2 separate regions of the Rattus norvegicus genome follow, and region 1 is linked to region 2. Evidence: chromatin contacts called from public Hi-C data. All regions are on one chromosome and are shown on one strand. Each heading gives the region's core, a stretch centred on a gene start, on an enhancer-like site or on the middle of the called end of the contact. The rest is flanking DNA. Distances are from core to core; before and after follow the strand shown. Region 1 holds the start of Spata20 (spermatogenesis associated 20). Region 2 overlaps Cacna1g (calcium voltage-gated channel subunit alpha1 G).

The links. A called contact is a pair of places that touch in the nucleus more often than the background predicts.
Region 1: a Hi-C map of liver shows a contact between it and region 2, with 4 times the contacts expected there. The contact joins the promoter of Spata20 here to the enhancer-like site in region 2. A contact is called at or near these places in 8 of 12 Hi-C or Micro-C datasets (the Rat2 cell line, Schwann cells, frontal cortex and 5 more).

Annotation. Positions count from the first base shown.
Region 1 is chr10:79,929,493-79,933,976 of GRCr8, reverse strand. Spata20 (spermatogenesis associated 20) reads left to right here and starts at 2,727. Exons shown (of 16, transcript NM_199402.1): 1 at 2,727-2,865; 2 at 2,975-3,154; 3 at 3,254-3,318; 4 at 3,429-3,583; 5 at 3,658-3,801; 6 at 3,915-4,116; 7 at 4,482-4,484. The coding sequence starts at 2,789.
Region 2 is chr10:79,860,210-79,864,720 of GRCr8, reverse strand. Cacna1g (calcium voltage-gated channel subunit alpha1 G) reads left to right here. Exons shown (of 36, transcript NM_001308302.2): 27 at 2,441-2,592; 28 at 3,313-3,422; 29 at 4,136-4,269. Among named protein-coding and RNA genes, the nearest start is that of Abcc3, 23 kb to the right of the region's middle. Within about 2 kb of position 1,825, at least 1 of the 93 cell types and tissues checked has an H3K27ac peak or open chromatin away from gene starts, as enhancers often do. A contact at or near this core is called in liver, where this site is marked.

The DNA.
Region 1 (4,484 bases), core at 1,478-3,977, 68 kb before region 2:
CTTACCCTTTTATGTTAACTGACACCCCTCTCCTCAAGGTTCCCTTCCTCTGCAGTTTTACCCCTATCCCCCAGTAAGACAGGAGGCTCCCTGTCTCTCCTGTGTGCTGCCATGACCCCTTCGTTAAACCTGCTTCCATTCTTTCCCCGTTTCCAGACCTAAGAGGCTACTATCCTGATTAAAATGGTCTGGGCAGCAGTGGCGCACACCTTTGATCCCAGCACTCGGGAGACAGGGACAGTAGATCTCTGTGAGTTCAAGGCCAGCCTGGTCTGCAGAGCAGGTTCCAGGACAGCCAGGGCTACACAGAGAAACCCTGTCTTGGAGGAGGGGGAGGGCCCAAAAACAAACAAACAATACACCAGGCAGGCAAGCTCCTCAGCAGCCTCCTCCCTATGTCATTAGGAGCTCTCCTGCTGAGGCATGTGTAGCATGTATAAGGCCCTGGATTGCATCCCCAGCAATGCCTCCTCCTCAGAGTTCACCCCCTGTCCCAGACCTAGTCCTGCCCACTCCTCTAACTTCCATGGCCGGCTAGTTTTATGTCAACTTGACACAAGCTAGACTGATTTGGAAGCAGGGAGCTTAGCTGAGAAAATGTGTCCTCATCAGACTGACTTGTGGGCAAGCCTGGGGTGCATTTTCTTCACTGATGATTGATGTTTGAGGGTGATCAGTGCCTGCCACCCCTGGGTTAGTGGTCCTATGTACTAGAAGGCAGGCTGAGCAAGACATGGAGAGCATTCCTCCGTGGCTTCTGCTGCAGTTCCTGCCTTGAATTTCAGCCCCGACTTCCCCTTTGATGATGGACACAGGACTGTGATGGGGAAGTATAAGGTGAAATAAACTCCTTTCTCCCCAAGTTGCTTTTTGGTCATCGTGTTTCATCACGGCAATAGCAAGCCACGCCAGCTCCTATCCACATTCATTAGCTATCCTTTCACTCTACCCTCCAGCTGTGCTAGCCTTCTACTGTTCTTCAGTCCCAAATCCCTCACCTGCTACAGGACCTTTACACAAGCTGTTCCTTCTGCTGCTTCTCTCACTTCCTGCAAGTTCTCTCTCATTCTTTATAGCTACCCCTCAAATAGAACTTCCTATGCAGAGCTTTTCCCCCATGTCCCTTTTACAGGATCAAGTCTCTTGCTAGATTATACCCGTTCACGGTACTTGTCACAGTGTGTAGACAATTCCCTAGTTGTGAGTAAAGGGTAGGGAGGAGCGTATTGGTGTTCAATGCTTGGCATAGTAGTAGACAGCAGAGGACACTAGGCACTGGCTGAGTAAAATGAATGAACCAAGCAAATAGAGCATGAAGTAAGGACACATTGGCTCAGTGTCATCATTCAGAAGGCTTCCTGGAGTGGGTGGGTTCTAAGGAGGGCCTTGAGAGCGGTAGGCTGAATTAAGCAAATCCTGGCCGAGCAAATCCTTCAACGGGAGCCTCATTTCCCGCTTGTAAAAGGGAAAAGAGCTAGCGAAAGTATTGGATGCTGTGAGGGTCCCTCTTCTTGCCAGCACTTTAAATGGAACCCAGTTTATTTTGCTCGAATTTTAGGCGCTGAGACGGTTGGATCTTCAAAGGCACGGCAGTATTTCCGCGCTCTACCGCCGAGCGGCGCTCGGAGACCAGCCACAGGGCCAGAGACTTGGCGAAGACCCGGCTCCGGGTCCGCCCTTTGAAGCCTATAGCCCGATTTGGAGCAGTCGTACTGAGAGTGTGGGACTGTCTGGGCCCCAACCTCCGGTCACCCCACTGTGGGGTTGGGCCCTCCCGTTAGCCGAAGGTATGGGCTAGTCACTACAATATGCCTGGCGCCTGCGGGGGGTTGGGGAGGGTCTTTCAGGCACGGTGCCATGTCTGCTTGGATCCCTCTGCATGAAGGCTCCTTTTCTTCCCCCTCCCTTCTTATCTGCTGCAGTATTGCCAGATCAGGCTAGCTCTTTGACTACCTTAACACTACCTCCAGAAAGCCTTTCTAGAATGACGTGTTGTCCACAGACCCCTCTCTTGAAGCACCTTGCATCCTGTTAGAGTCTCATGTTGCTGCACTGGCCTGTTATTATTTAGCTGAGTTCCCAGGTTGAACTCCCTAAGACAGGCCTATTTGATTCTGAGTGTTCCCCCTTTCCCTCTTTTCTTTTTCTTCTTCTTCTTCTTCTTCTTCTTCTTCTTCTTCTTCTTCTTCTTCTTCTTCTTCTTCTTCTTCTTCTTCTTCTTTTCTTCTTCTTCTTCTTCTTCTTCTTCTTCTTCTTCTTCTTCTTCTTCTTCTTCTTCTTCTTCTTCTTCTTCTTTTCTTCTTCTTCTCCTTCTCCTCCTCCTCCTCCTCCCCCTCCTCCCCCTCCCCCTCCTCCTCCCCCACCCTCTTCTTTCTCATCTCTCTTCCCCTCTTTCCCTCTCTCTCCCCTCCCGTGTGTGTGTGTGTGTGTGTGTGTGTGTGTGTGTGTGTGTGTGTGTCACAAGACTTGGTCCTTCAGAGTGCTCCATTTGGAGCTCTTGGCTAAGTAGTTCCTGCCTACTTCTGGCTGTTCCTCACCTGGTCCAGTCCTGGACCCAATTCCTTTTGATCTATCTAGACACTGGCAGTAGCCACTCCCTTTCCAGGTTACCCTCATGCATACTAGGGATGCCTGCAGTGCAACCAATCCAGGGAGGGGCCCTCCGTGGGTGATAGAACAGAGCTGGATGGACCATTCTACTCATTATGACCCTCTCTGACCTCACAGATACCCTTCCTACCGCCAAGTCCGAGAAGCTGGGGGAGACTAACCTGGCAGGGAGCCCCCAATGAGCCACCATTCCCCACCACCCCCAAAACATAAGGGGGAGCACAAAGGCCACGGTCTCCCCCGTGGTTCAGAAAGGTGGGCTGGACTGGGAGTGGAAATCTTTGAGTTTGGGTGACCATTAAGCTGATTTGGGAAGGTAAAGGGGAAGTGGTCTTCATTCGTGTGACCTATCTGCCCACATTAGGGGCAGCTCCTCCCGGGACAAGGACCGAAGTGCTTCAGTTAGTAATTCTGTGCCCATGCCTGCTGGAGGAAAGGCAAGTCGGACTAACTGTCCTCCACCTGCACCTCAGAAGACTGCCAATCGACTGATCAATGAGAAGTCTCCATACCTCTTACAACATGCCCACAACCCGGTGGATTGGTGAGCGCTATCCCAGGGTTTCCCTTGAAGCATCTGGGGTCCCTAATCTTCCAAGACTCCCTAGGCTACTGAGTGACGTCTTCTTCATGTTGGGTCTAGGTACCCCTGGGGACAGGAAGCCTTCGACAAGGCCAAAAAAGAAAACAAACCAATTTTTCTCTCAGGTATACACCCACTGTTACCGGGATGGGGTTTGGGGACAGGCAGGGGGTTGGGGCGAGTCCTTTGGGTCCCGGGGTCCTCTTTCTGCCCTCCTGTCCCTTTTCTATCCTAGTGGGGTACTCCACCTGTCACTGGTGCCACATGATGGAGGAAGAATCCTTCCAGAATGAAGAGATAGGGCACCTGCTCAACGAGAACTTCGTCTCCGTGATGGTGGACAGAGAGGAGAGGCCAGACGTGGACAAAGTGTACATGACTTTTGTGCAGGTGAGACAGCCCTGTGATGGTCTTGTCACACCTGTGCATGGCAGCTCCCCTGATCCTGGCCCTCCCTCTTTCAGGCCACCAGTAGTGGAGGAGGCTGGCCAATGAATGTGTGGCTGACCCCCAGCCTCCAGCCATTTGTTGGGGGCACCTACTTCCCACCAGAGGATGGTTTGACTCGAGTTGGCTTCCGAACAGTGTTGATGAGAATCTGTGATCAGGTGGGTGGATGCCAGGGAGAAAAGGTACCAAAGTGCAGGCTGAGGGACTATGGGGAGCCCCCCCACCCCACCCCATGTGTACTGACCTCCACATGTGTGCTCACCTCCTCTAGTGGAAACAGAACAAGAACACCCTTCTGGAAAACAGCCAGCGTGTCACCACAGCCCTGCTGGCCCGATCTGAGATCAGCGTGGGTGACAGACAGCTTCCGCCCTCCGCTGCCACCATGAATAGCCGCTGCTTCCAGCAGTTGGATGAGGGATATGATGAGGAGTATGGTGGCTTTGCTGAGGCCCCTAAGTTTCCCACACCTGGTCAGTGACCTCTGGCCCTGCCCTATCTAATGACCATCTAACTTAGTTAAGTGACCCAGTGCCTTTGGTCTCTCTCTCTCTCTTTTTTTTTTTTTCTTTTTTTGGGTTCTTTTTTTCGGAGCTGGGGACCAAACCCAGGGCCTTGCGCTTCCTAGGCAAGCGCTCTACCACTGAGCTAAATCCCCAACCCCATCTTTGTTCTCTCTTGTATGGCTGGGTTGCTCTCTGGTCCCCTGTGGGCCAATGGTATTCTGACCTCTGACTCAGACAATGGCCTGTGTCCTCTAAGTGGATGGTAGAAGTTCCCATCTTCCAATCTGACAGATACTGCCTGGCCCTCTTACCCTCTCCTTCCTGCTCCACAGTGA
Region 2 (4,511 bases), core at 576-3,075:
AGGCAGCATAGCTTTTGCTGTGGGAGCCTGTAACACTGCTAAAAGCCGATTTCCTACCATTTTCTCTTGGGAACCTTCTGCCCTGGCTGTGCCTTGGGCTCCCTGTGACCTCTGCTAACTCATTGTGCCTGTTGCCCTCATCCGCAGGCCCCTCCAGCTCTCCTCATTTGTCCCTGGGCCTCCCTAGGGGCCTGGGGCCCTTCCCCTACTGTCTCACTCTGAGATCTACCCTACCAAAGGCAGCTAATACTACTAGAAAGGGGTGATCAGGCTGGAGTCTTGCTGTCTCATTCTGGTGCTGGGCCATGGGCTTTCTGGGTCTCTCTGGCCTCTCTAGTTGATTTGGTGCTCTTTGGACCTGTGTTTCTAATGGACGGTTTCCTTGATGCCTTGATGCCTTTGATCTGGGCTGGGGGCTGTAGTTAGAAGGATATTTGGGACCTGGAGCTCCGAACAGATGCCCTGCCTCAGCCATGCCTCCCCGCTCCTCTGAGTTGCCTGGAGGGTCCCTGGCTGAATACGAACCCCACCACCATCACTCAGACTCCTGAAGCAAGGCTGGAAGGCAGAGTCCATGGTGATAACCTCTATTTGGCCCTGATGTGCCTACAGTAGTCAGGTTGGGATAAGGGGGGTTGGGGGCTGGGGGAACGAGGGGGCTTCTCCCTTCCAGCCTCCCCTCAACATTGTCTCAACTAATAACGGGGCTAATAAGGAGCCGCTTCTTCTAACCTAATTGCATTCAAACATTTTAGTTAATTCTCCATTCATATTTTAGCATAATGGGATCGGGTGTTCTCGGCATTTATGGAGATTAATGCAGAGAAAGAGTTCCGGCTGCTGAGGCAAAACAGGGCGACTAGCGCCCTCTGGTTCTCATGGTACTGAAGGAAGGAAGGAAGGAAGAGGCCTTGGCTGGCCTAGCCACCCTCCACCATCGGGTGTGGATGACCTGTGGGCTCATGGCATCCCTTGCCTCTGGCCTCTCTACTCCCCATATTCTTGGGTGTCAGGAAGGCCACCTGAGCAAACAAAGCCACACTTGGCTGGCCCTCTCTGAAAACAAAACGATGACCTCAGGCACCTCTGAGGTGCACCTGGCCTTGTTGCCTCTGTGCCCTGGTTATCCACACCTCAAGGCCGATGTGGAGAGGGGTAGGTGGGCTTGCAGATTAGCTGCAAAGCCAAACCCGCCATTTCTGGGCACTCTTCTTCCTTTGGCTTTTGGTGGGGACTCACCCCCCCCAGGCCAGTCCCTGCCTCAGTTTACCTCTCTTTGAAGGAATCCTCTGCATGGGAAAAGATAGTTGTATTTGAGCTGGCCTGGGCCCAAAGCTTTTTGTCACCCCTGGGCCAGTTGGTCCCCGGCATGGTCCTCAGAGGCTGTAGGCCTCCCTCGCTGGCTTCTGCAAAGACCTACTAAGAGGGAAGGGCTGTCTGGGACCTGAGGCTGCCCACAATTTCCCGGTGAGGGTTCTCTTTCCTCCGTGCAGCTTTCTCTGAGACCAATCTGTTGGCATATTTCCAGATAGCGTGTCTTCACTTTAGCCTGGCCCTTACTCCAGCACCTAAAGGAGGGTCCCCTGAAATCTGCCCCCAGATTTCTCTTGCCTGTTTGGCAGGACTACCTTCTGGTACTGTGACTTTTCTAAGTGGTGGGCTAACTACAAGAAAAACACTATGCCTATGACAGATCTCAGACAGCGCTTCCAGCCCAGCCTGCAGTGTCAGGCCGCCCCGATACCCAGGGTAGGCTGGGTACTCATTAGAAACTGGGTGAGTCTGTGGGTGCCACCCTCCTAGTTTGAGTCTGGGACAGGGCAGAGACCTGGCCCTCCGCCTCTACCCTCCCCACACGAAGCTGTGGGAAGTCTGGGGCACTGTCCTCTGTAGGCTCTGTGGTAGGTCAGCAGGCAGCCAAGATGTCCAATTTCCAATCTCCGGTCCTATCGCAAATCCGGGCTCTGTGTAATCCCTTCGGCGGCCCTAGGGGCTGAGCCTGGAGAAGGCTTTGGAAACTTCGCCTCCGTAGCTGGAGCTCCCTGTGAGCCCGATTAGATGGGGCCTTTCATCTTATTGATCCACTTTGCTGCTGAACATGGAATCAAAGGTCGTAAGGGGCTGGCGTGATTTAGAGGTTGCCCGAGAATGTGGGCTCACCCAGTGTCTAATGTGGAGGAGGGGCTTTGCATGCCTCTGTCCCATCCCACCCTGACTGCAGGCAGTAGAACAGATGCTTGACAGGGGACAGGCCAAAACAGCCAGCCCCTGCATAGGGCAGCAGGGGTGGGGGTGTGTGTGGGGGGTGGGGATTGGGATGCTGGTGACCCGGAATGTTTCAGCACTGGTGTAGACGCTGGCAGCTGGGAGGGGCTGCGGGTGGAGGGGCGCGGGGGATAGTGCCTGATGTTTGCTCTACTCTCTTTCCTGCCCCCACCAGAAGCCCAGTGCAAGCCCTACTACTCTGACTACTCGAGATTCCGGCTCCTTGTCCACCACCTGTGTACCAGCCACTACCTGGACCTCTTCATCACTGGTGTCATCGGGCTGAACGTGGTCACTATGGCCATGGAACATTACCAGCAGCCCCAGGTGAGAGGTATAGCCTCTGGGTGCCAGGCAAGTATAGCTACATGGGTCCTTGTACTTGCCACCATGTCCTTAGAGGTGGGTATCACATTTGTTTTGAACAGGAGGACACTAAGTCTCGGTAGGTTAGTTGGCTAGGAAGTGGGGAACAAGTACATTTTTTTTCTTTTTCTTTTTTTTTTGGAGCTGGGGACCGAACCCAGGGCCTTGCATTTGCTAAGCAAGCGCTCTACCACTGAGCTAAAATCCCCAACCCACGAGTACATTTTTATTGAGCATCTAGCATGTGTGGCTTTGGGCCTTGGAAAGTGAAGAAGACAGACTGATGTTTGCTTGCCCTTCGAGTCTCAGATTCTAGTAAATTCTCAGACCCCCCCACCCCAGACTCATCTGTTTCCAGTCATCCCTCTCATCCACCTTCCCTGACAATCTCCATCTGCACAGGGCAGAGGCTGACCTGATCGTGAACAAGCATTCTTCCAGTCTTAGTGTCCTGTGCCTTCTGGCACATTCTCCTGTGTGTCTCAAGGAGAAGTGAGACGCCAGGTTTGAATAGTCATGGGATAGTGGCCAGGGGTCAGCCATCATGGTTGGAAAGGGGGAAAACAGGCTCCCTCAGCTTCACCTTACTTCCCGGCTCTGGGAGGTATTGTGATGGAGGGGTGGGGCGGGCTTCAGCCTTGGGCCTAAGGAAACCCTGCCTCTGGCCCCCACCCCTGCCAGATCCTGGACGAGGCTCTGAAGATCTGCAATTACATCTTTACCGTCATCTTTGTCTTTGAGTCAGTTTTCAAACTTGTGGCCTTTGGCTTCCGCCGTTTCTTCCAGGACAGGTAAGAGCAGAGAGAGGCCTGGGAGAGTAGAGAGTACGTAGAGATGCGTCTCCTGGGGGAACCAGCCAGGCTGCCTTTGAACCTGAAGACCTAGCTTAACTCTGGGAGTCCAGCTGCCACCCTGGAACCGAGGGTGATGGTGGTCACGGTGGTCACGGTGGTCATGGAGCCAGGGCTGACGGGATGGGAGGGATTCAGGGTCCAACAAGGAAGGGCTTAGAGAGCTTTGGCAGCAAGAAATCACCATAGCCTCGGATGGCAGTAATGCCACAGGGTCCGGCTTGGAGCTGCTCTGCCTACTGGATTGGAATCCTAGTCACTTAGTGACCGGTGACTTTGGGTGTGCCTCGGTTCCCTCGTCTGCAAAATGAACGCTACCCTGTCCGTGTCAGAGTTGTGATATGGATATAAAGCTCTTAGAACAGCACTCCGCTCAAAGTGAACAGATAAACACCGAAAGCAAAGACGGATGAGGCCAGGCGCCATGATGGCTCATGCTTGGAGTCTCTGCATGCTGCAAGGCTCAGACAGGACGAGAGTTCGAGTTCAGTTTGAGAAATATAGCAAAATACCCTACCGGGGGGAGGGGGGCAGGGATAATGATTAGAAATGAAAAGCACAGGCCCTTCCCAGAGCTAATTTTCTGTGCCACCGTGGTGCCGTCCCCCATGCTCCCTTCCCCCACTCAGGGAGCTGCATTCCCGATTTTCCAGGTGGAACCAGCTGGACCTGGCTATTGTGCTTCTGTCCATCATGGGCATCACACTGGAGGAGATTGAGGTCAATGCTTCGCTGCCCATCAACCCCACCATCATCCGTATCATGAGGGTGCTCCGCATTGCTCGAGGTAGGTCCAGCACTCGTGCCTGCCTTCCCCTGGTGATCGGCTTGCACAGGGAGATGGAGAACCAGATGGTTATGGGGATGGCTCTGGGTTTCCAGGGCCTTTCTCCCAGCCTGTGTATTAAAGGCTTGCCCAGCATGAGTGGGCTGGGATATGGGTGAGCCATCCCACCAGTTCCAGGCCAGCCTGGCTCTCCCAGCTACGTGATGGGGGACCCGGCGGGGCCAGCTCACAACACTGTCCTG